Linked DNA regions of Mus musculus: region 2 is linked to region 1. The links are chromatin contacts, called in public capture Hi-C maps. All regions are on one chromosome and are shown on one strand. Each heading gives the region's core, a stretch centred on a gene start, on an enhancer-like site or on the middle of the called end of the contact. The rest is flanking DNA. Distances are from core to core; before and after follow the strand shown.

Region 1 (3,928 bases), core at 1,037-3,536:
GAGGGAGGGGAAACAAAAACAACAACAACACCGTATGGCCTGAAAAAATGTTGAATCTTCTGCTGCTGTTTTGTTCTGCAGAGACAGGGCCTCACGCCCGCCCTGTTATCTCCGGAAATCCCTCCTGTTAGCAGCCCTCAGCTGGTGGGAGAGCATTCTGTGTGTGTGAGCATTCTGTGTGTGTGAGCATTCTGTGTGTGTGAGCATTCTCTGTGTGTGTGAGCATTCTCTGTGTGTGAGCATTCTCTGTGTGTGTGAGCATTCTCTGTGTGTGAGCATTCTGTGTGTGTGAGCATTCTCTGTGTGTGAGCATTCTCTGTGTGTGTGAGCATTCTCTGTGTGTGTGAGCATTCTGTGTGTGTGAGCATTCTGTGTGTGTGAGCATTCTCTGTGTGTGAGCATTCTCTGTGTGTGTGAGCATTCTCTGTGTGTGAGCATTCTGTGTGTGTGAGCATTCTGTGTGTGAGCATTCTGTGTGTGTGAGCATTCTCTGTGTGTGAGCATTCTCTGTGTGTGTGAGCATTCTCTGTGTGTGAGCATTCTCTGTGTGTGAGCATTCTGTGTGTGTGAGCATTCTGTGTGTGTATGAGCATTCTGTGTGTGTGAGCATTCTGTGTGTGTGAGCATTCTGTGTGTGTGAGCATTCTGTGTGTGTGAGCATTCTCTGTGTATGAGCATTCTGTGTGTGTGAGCATTCTCTGTGTGTGTGAGCATTCTCTGTGTGTGAGCATTCTGTGTGTGTGAGCATTCTCTGTGTGTGAGCATTCTCTGTGTGTGTGAGCATTCTCTGTGTGTGAGCATTCTCTGTGTGTGAGCATTCTCTGTGTGTGTGAGCATTCTGTGTGTGTGAGCATTCTCTGTGTGTGAGAGCATTCTCTGTGTGTGAGCATTCTCTGTGTGTGTGAGCATTCTCTGTGTGTGAGCATTCTCTGTGTATGAGCATTCTCTGTGTGTGAGCATTCTCTCTGTGTGTGAGCATTCTCTGTGTATGAGCATTCTGTGTGTATGAGCATTCTCTGTGTGTGAGCATTCTCTGTGTGTGAGCATTCTCTGTGTGTGAGCATTCTGTGTGTATGAGCATTCTCTGTGTGTGAGCATTCTCTGTGTGTGAGAGCATTCTCTGTGTGTGAGCATTCTCTGTGTGTGTGAGCATTCTCTGTGTGTGAGCATTCTCTTTGTGTGAGCATTCTCTGTGTGTGTGAGCATTCTCTGTGTATGAGCATTCTCTGTGTGTGAGCATTCTCTGTGTGTGTGAGCATTCTGTGTGTGTGAGCATTCTGTGTGTGTGAGCATTCTCTGTGTGTGTGAGCATTCTCTGTGTGTGAGCATTCTCTGTGTGTGAGCATTCTCTCTGTGTGTGAGCATTCTGTGTGTATGAGCATTCTCTGTGTGTGAGCATTCTCTGTGTGTGTGAGCATTCTGTGTGTGTGAGCATTCTCTGTGTGTGAGCATTCTCTGTGTGTGTGAGCATTCTGTGTGTGTGAGCATTCTCTGTGTGTGTGAGCATTCTGTGTGTGTGAGCATTCTGTGTGTGTGAGTATTCTCTGTGTGTGAGTATTCTCTGTGTGTGAGCATTCTCTGTGTGTGTGAGGACTCACTTAAGACTGCCTGAAACCTTTCAGCATTTCTGCCTGCGTAATCCAACCCACCTTTTGAGTTGTGGGCAGGACAGGGATCTGCTTGGCACCTGTTTGAAGTGACACATTTCACAGGTGTTGTATATTAAAAGAGGCCGTTCTTACCTGCTGAATGAGAAATTAAGTGAGTGCATTTGGTGTGCCGGGGCTATTCTCGCATGGTAGGACAACCTGCTTAATTTTAGATCCCCGAGTTACTATTCTCTAAGGGTGCCCTCCCAGGAGATCTGGCAGTCTCCACGAGGCTTCAAACTTTCGGGAACAAGTAGAGGACAGTGGCTGGTGTTCAGGACAATCAAGAGAAGCCAGCAGAGCAAGAGCTGGGGGTGCAGGAAGAGGAGCCCAGAAGGCAAGTGACAAGGCCTCACAGACAGAGATCGTTTCATCTGCAGTGCTGAGGGAAAACAGGGCTCTCAGACTCTTAGGACACTGGGTCTTCCTACCTGGTGAGCTCCTCCTCCCCAGACACACGCAGCAAGCATGTCTCAGTGCCTGCTCTTGCCTCTCTGGGGCCCACCATATGCTGCCCCCTTTCTGAATGGCCTCCTTAGATTGGGGGCAGTTCACTCTCCACAGGGACTAAGGCCCCGTCTACAACAGCACCATCCTTTATTAGCAGATGTCAAGTATTCAGAGCGCCCCGAGAGCTCTGAGAGACACCATGCAGGATCCTGCCTGCTGAGCTGCCCACTCTGCCTGGCTGTGGTCGGCCCACTGGGCAGGAAACAGCTGAAAGGATCTGTATCGGGCAGGACCTCCAAAGCCAAGTTCAGGAGGGACAAAGGGCAGGGAATGCGAGACAAAAACAGACAGAGGAAGAAGGGAAAGGGAACGAGGGAGAGGGCAGGGACAAAGGACTACCTCTGGATAGAGAGGACACAGACAGGGCCCATAGCAAATGACAGTTTACAAAGGTAAAAGGGGAAAGCCCACGTTAGGATGAGGAGTTTTAATTAGACATCTTAATTAGGTTGATTGCTGGACTTCAATACTTTGACAGCTGGACCTTAGTAGTTAGTTAGCTTAGTAGTTGGAAGGAGGAAGTGACCAAATAAGGGAATGGGCCTTAGGGACTAGCTTCAGGAGTGTTACCAGTGTTACCAGGGTTTAGCAAGGCAGGGGGAATGGGGAGGAGGGCAAGGCCTGCCAGAGCCGCGTTTGCCAGGCCTGCCATACTCAGGCCAGCCAACCTCTGATGCTGAGAGTCTGGTGCTGAGGGTGGGGATGAGCCTAGCCCGGCCGTGTGGCTCCGCCGTGACACTGCGCTTGTGTTTCCTGAGGGGACACATCCCTTCGAAGGCCTGTGTGGTGCTCAGCTGTAGCACACAGGGTGATGCTGTACCCGCCCGGCCCTTACCCGCGGCTGTCACCGTTAAGTTCTATAGGAAGTTCCAAAACCCTAAGACAGCACACAGCGTCCTCACTGACTTTCCTGACAGACCTTGGCGCTCCTGTGGGACCTCCCTCCTCTACCCACAGGAGGCCTTTGCCACCCCTTCCCAGTCACTCCAGCTGCTTACTGTTCCTAGCTGCCACACAGACTGTGACTCCAGCTGAAGTGGGCGCCTCCCCTCGGGTCAGCAGGCCCCTCCCACAAGGAAGAGGCTTAGAAACACTGACAGAAGGAATGCTAAAAAAAACAAAAACAAAAACAAAAAAGAACAAAAACTTACATCCAGAGATGAGGACCCCCTACGGTCCTTTCTCCCGCCCCCCCTTCATTTTAAACTTACATCATCTTCTACCTCAGCCAATCTTCAGGGTGCTCGGTGCTGCGGCACCAACTGTCCATCCTCTAAGCCCCGTCTCTTCTTTGTGGGTCAGTATTTTGGAGTCTACAGCAGCTGCACAGTTAGTTCATCCATCCCAGCATTCCAGAGACCCAGCCACCTCCTGGGTGCCCAGAAATGGCGAAGGTGTGAGCGTATGGGTGTTGGTTTTCCAGCCCTTGGGGAGTCACATGGACAGCCTGGGTTGTTAAAGGGACACACATGGTTCACATTGTCATTGTCATCTGGGCCAGAAGAAAAATGCAGTTCAGCAGCAGGCTCCCTCACATGAAGCGTCCAGGGCAGGCTTTCCAGCCAGAGTGGAGCTTCTAACTTCCTATTAAAGGACGAATGAACCAGGAAAGGGTGAGGGAGATGCTCCCAGGGGGGAGAGTTTGACTCAGAGCACCATACATGAAGACAGCCTTAGGGAACATCAGTGATCAAGGACAGTGTGGCCGGAGCTGGTCACAGGTGAGGCAGGACCCAAGCTGAGAGGTGGCTGGAGCTAGGACGTGGTCC
Region 2 (4,429 bases), core at 1,752-4,251, 1.4 Mb before region 1:
AGAGCCCTCTGCCACTCTCGGGATAGGGCCGGCTGAGTCTCCGCCTCCTCCTGGCCCTGGCCCAGGTGGTGCTCCAGGACGATGAGGGCCTGCAGCAGCTTGAGCAGCTCGATCTGCAGTGGGTGCTCGCTCCAGATCTGGTCCTGCCCCAGATTGATGAGGCTCTCCTCAAAGAGGCTGTCCTCCGCGAGGAGCCTGCCGCCCCGGTCGGCGGTGGCCAGGCCGTAGCGCTTCTGGCTGGTGTACATGGACGCGGACAGCGAGAGCAGGACGAACTCCTGGACCTTGCACCTCTGCAGCAGGCTGTGGATGAACTCCGTGTTCTTCCCTTCCGCCGACTTGGCCATGGAGACCAGCTGTGCTGTAATCCTAATGAGGACCTCCACGCTCTTGACCTGCACGTCGCGGTTGCCAAGGATGTCCCTGTGGCAGACCTTCAGGTAGCAGGGGTAGTAGGAGCGGAGGAAGCTCAGGCAGAGGTAGGTAAGGAGTTCAATGAGCAGGGAGTGGGGGCAGACATTGGGGGCCTGGGTCTGCAGCTTGCCATAAAAGCTCTGGCCGATGAGGGCCTCCTGGTGGCGTGCCAGGAGGTTGGAGATGAGGTTGAGGTGCGCGGTGGAGCTGGTGTCTATGCCCGTCCTGGACACAGCCTCAATGAACTCCTTGGGATTGGTCTTAAGCACGGCCTCCAGTACGGAGAAGGCATACAGGACCCTCTGGGAGTCGTAGGGCTGCAGGTAGAGCAAGATGTGTTTGAACAAGGCCTCGACTGTCTCCTGCTTCTCCCTCTGCTGCTTCAACAGCCTCGATGTGGTGATGGCTTGGAGCTCCACGTCAGCCTCCTCGTCACTGGAAAACGACTCGGAAGCCTGTGTCTTGTCTGAGTCTGCTCGCACCAGGCTTAACCTGGCATTGGACCTGGGGCTTTCTGGCTGGAAGGCTGCCAGCAAGGCCGCTCGCTTGGAGTATGCCCTGCCCCCGATGGGGATCGGAGCACAGCAGTTTTCCTCGTGGCTCAGGTCCTGCAGATCGTGGGAGGGAGATGAGAAAGTGGATGTGTTCTCACTGTCAGTGTGGCCAGAGCTCGTGTCTGCAGACTCTGTGTGCTCACTGCTATCCCCGCCACCAGAGGTCATCCTGTCTGGAAGGTCCACATAGTAGGGCAGGTCTTCCTCACTTAGATCACTTCTTGGTGGGCATTTCTCTGGTTCCTTCTCTACTTCAGCCCAGATGGCTTCTCGATCCACGGTGGTGAACTGTCCTCGAGGCAGGCGTTCCTCAGGGGCACCCTCCTGCGGCTCAGATTCACCACACGCCTCTTTGCACGTGGGCTTCTTCCTGTTAAACCAACGGTGTAAATCCTCTGGAAATCACAAAATGACAAAGGACTTTAAACCAGAATTGCTAGAGATGACAAATTAGCTCTGAGGTGATCGTTGGCTTAAAGGAGACAATGCCCACTGGAACTGTATCAAGTCATGGGCAAAACAGAGACAGAGCATTGTAAAATTGTCCTTTAGCTGGAAGAGGTATCTCAGTTGGGAGAGTGTCAAGTTAGAGTATGGAAGGCCCTGGGTTTGATCCCCAGCACCGCATAAGCTTGGGGTTGGTGCACTGGGCACCCGGCTCTTAGCAATATCCAGGGATTGTGAGCATTAGTTACACTTTGGAAAAACATAAGTGATTTTTTCCCTAGGAATTCCCTCTTTGGAAATGTATTCCACAGAAACATCAGCAGGTTTCAAAGCTGTGAGGATGGGGCACGCGCTAGAACAGTATGTAGAGAAAATGGAGAGTGTGCCCACCCCAGAGCCACAGAAAGGGCGCAGGAATGGTGAGGGGCATGCCTGCACCTGACACGCCGCTGGGCTGTAAAGCTCGTGCCAATGCCCATGACTATGAGGTCTGTACAGGGACGTGAGAGGGAGCATCCAGCTACACAAGGAGCCCACTGGAGAAAGTGCCCAGCTCACACAGCATCTGCCACCCACCAGCATTGCCCAGCTCATCCGCTGACACTGTCGGGATCTCTGTGTAATACCTTTACTTCTGAATTTTTTGGAGGATTTTTTTCTTTTCTTTTCTTTCTTCCTTTTTTTCTGCGCATGTATGTGTGCATTCATGGTGTTTCTGTATGTGTTTATGCACTGTATGCTCAAATGTGTGTGGGTACATGTGTGTGCATGTGAGGAGGCCTGAGGCTGGCGTCTCAGCTCAGCACTCTCAGATATGGCTAGTCTCCCTAGGCAGCTTGCTCCAGGGACTGTCTTCTCAGTGCTGTCACCCAGTTGGCATTCCCGTGCCAGCTTGATTCACTTTTGTTATCATTTTAAACAGGAGCTTGCTAAATGGTCCAAACAGTCTCCAGGTGATGCCCCTCCTGTCCAAGCCTACCGAGTGCTGGAATTGCAGCTGTGAGCTCCTATGCCGCTACCTAAATTTTAAAACAGACACAGTAACACTTCTGCAATAAGAAAGTATACAGCACTTTTAAATACCAACTCTCTTTTAAATTTGATTTACATTGGTGTTTTCCTCCATGTATGTCTGTGTGAGGCTATCAGATCCCGTGGAACTGGAATTACAGATAGTTTCAAACTGCCATGTGGGTGTTGGAACTTAAACTTGGGTCCTTTAGAAGGGCAACTGGTGCTCTCAACCCGAGCCGTCTCTCCAGCCCATCAATTCTCTTTTTAAGAGAGGTGAAAATCCAAAGATTTTGATACTATGAAAATTCTTGGTAAAGTAGTTTTCAACAAGTCTATGCAGGGTGAAGAGAGGAAGGAACAGTGGAAACCAGAGACAGACAGCCTGAGCCAGAGACAGACAGCCTGCAAGCCAGAGACAAGACAGCCTGCAAGCCAGAGACAAACAGCCTGCAAGCCAGAGACAAGACAGCCTGCAAGCCAGAAACGGACAGCCTGTGAGCGCACAGTCCATAGCAGCACAGACATGGCAAGGCAGGCGGCACCTCCCTTTCTTCATTCTCTTGTACTGCCAGGGAGCAGCTACACTGGCACCAGGAAGGAAACAGGAAGTAATGAGGCAGTGGGGAGACAGAAACCGAAGAACCACACAGTGGGGCTTTTCTTTTCTTTTTTTTTTTTAAGGGAGAAAGAGGAGGGGCGGGAGCTGGCTGGCAGGACAGCTTGCTTGCCACAAAGCCTGATGGCTCGAGTTCTATCCTTGGAACCTGTACAGTGAGAGAGAAAAGCCTTCTGCCCAGGTGCCATGGCAGCATGTGCCCATACAGTATGTGTGTGTGGGGGCACACATCTGCACAGGTGTAATGGCACACATGTGCCCATAAAGTATGTGTGTGTGTGGGGGGGGCACACATCATGGCATACATGTGCCCATACAGTATGTGTGTGTGTGGCACACATCTATTCTCACACACATACAAATAAAACAAAAGACAAAAGAAATACTAAAGTATAGAGCTGCCATGCAGAGCATAATGAAGGTGTGTAGTGTGTAGTTCTCCAATCATCCCTTTTCTAGGCTGTGGAATAAATTCAGTCTCTTGGAGAAGGTAGGCCACTCCCCACTCCACCCCCACTGCAGGTTTGGGATGAGCCTTGCACAAAGGAGACTGTTTCCTTTCCCTCCACCCACCTTAGGGTGGCACTGTTGCTCCCCGTAAGACTAGGACAAACATAAGGGACAACTGACCAGATTTCATAGGAAGGTGACATTTTTAGTAACCGGAAACTGTCCCAGACTAGGGGTACAAATCTATGCAGAGGGGCTTCGGGGACTTCCATTAACAATGGTGCTTACACCCGGCACCACCCCTCTGCTAGGCAAGGGGCACTGGTGAGGGGGTTCTACTGTGCACTAGAGACACACATGGAATGTTTTCTCCTGTGAAACAATAGAGCATCCCTGTGCTTATTAAAATGTGGGCTACTAACCTGAAAGAGTGTATCACCTGGAGATGACACGTTCCCATCTTGACAGGATGCAGTGTGGTTTTCTAAATGTGCATTTATACCATGGGTGGTTAAACAAACCACACACACAACTCACCTTGCCATCTCTTTTATAGTGACAACATTTAGAATCTACTCCCACAGAGGTGAAGTAAGAGCAGAGGCTGGGTGAGGAAGGCAAGGGGACATGCTGGCCAGAGGGTATGGAGACTCTTACCTAAGAGGGTGAGTTTTTAGTGTCCTGTTGCACAGCAAGGTTACCACAGCTAATAATAATATATATTGCATGATTCAAATATTTCCTCTCAGTAACAAAGCCATGACTTTTCAGTGAAAACAGCAACCCACACCTACTGGTCCAAAGTGCTAATTCCTGTGGTGCTTAAAATGTGAATGTCCCCATCAGTTTCCAAGGCACAGTCACTCGTGTGAGCGGTGAGCACCCACAGCAGTGGGTGCAGCACCTGTTGCCTCCCCCGCCCCCCAGGACTGTG

What was found. Capture Hi-C pulls out chosen DNA fragments and counts their contacts.
Region 2: a capture Hi-C map of embryonic tail shows a contact between it and region 1, with 4 times the contacts expected there. The contact joins two enhancer-like sites. A contact is called at or near these places in 2 of 9 other capture datasets (embryonic stem cells and embryonic tail).

Annotation. Positions count from the first base shown.
Region 1 is chr16:92,411,414-92,415,341 of GRCm38.p6, reverse strand. The region is part of intron 1 of Rcan1 (regulator of calcineurin 1); the gene reads left to right. Among named protein-coding and RNA genes, the nearest start is that of Gm29805, 31 kb to the right of the region's middle. Within about 2 kb of position 2,286, at least 50 of the 459 cell types and tissues checked have an H3K27ac peak or open chromatin away from gene starts, as enhancers often do. A contact at or near this core is called in embryonic tail, where this site is marked.
Region 2 is chr16:93,766,328-93,770,756 of GRCm38.p6, reverse strand. Dop1b (DOP1 leucine zipper like protein B) reads right to left here. Exons shown (of 37, transcript NM_027293.1): 19 at 1-1,363. Among named protein-coding and RNA genes, the nearest start is that of 2310043M15Rik, 26 kb to the left of the region's middle. Within about 2 kb of position 3,001, at least 82 of the 459 cell types and tissues checked have an H3K27ac peak or open chromatin away from gene starts, as enhancers often do. A contact at or near this core is called in embryonic tail, where this site is marked.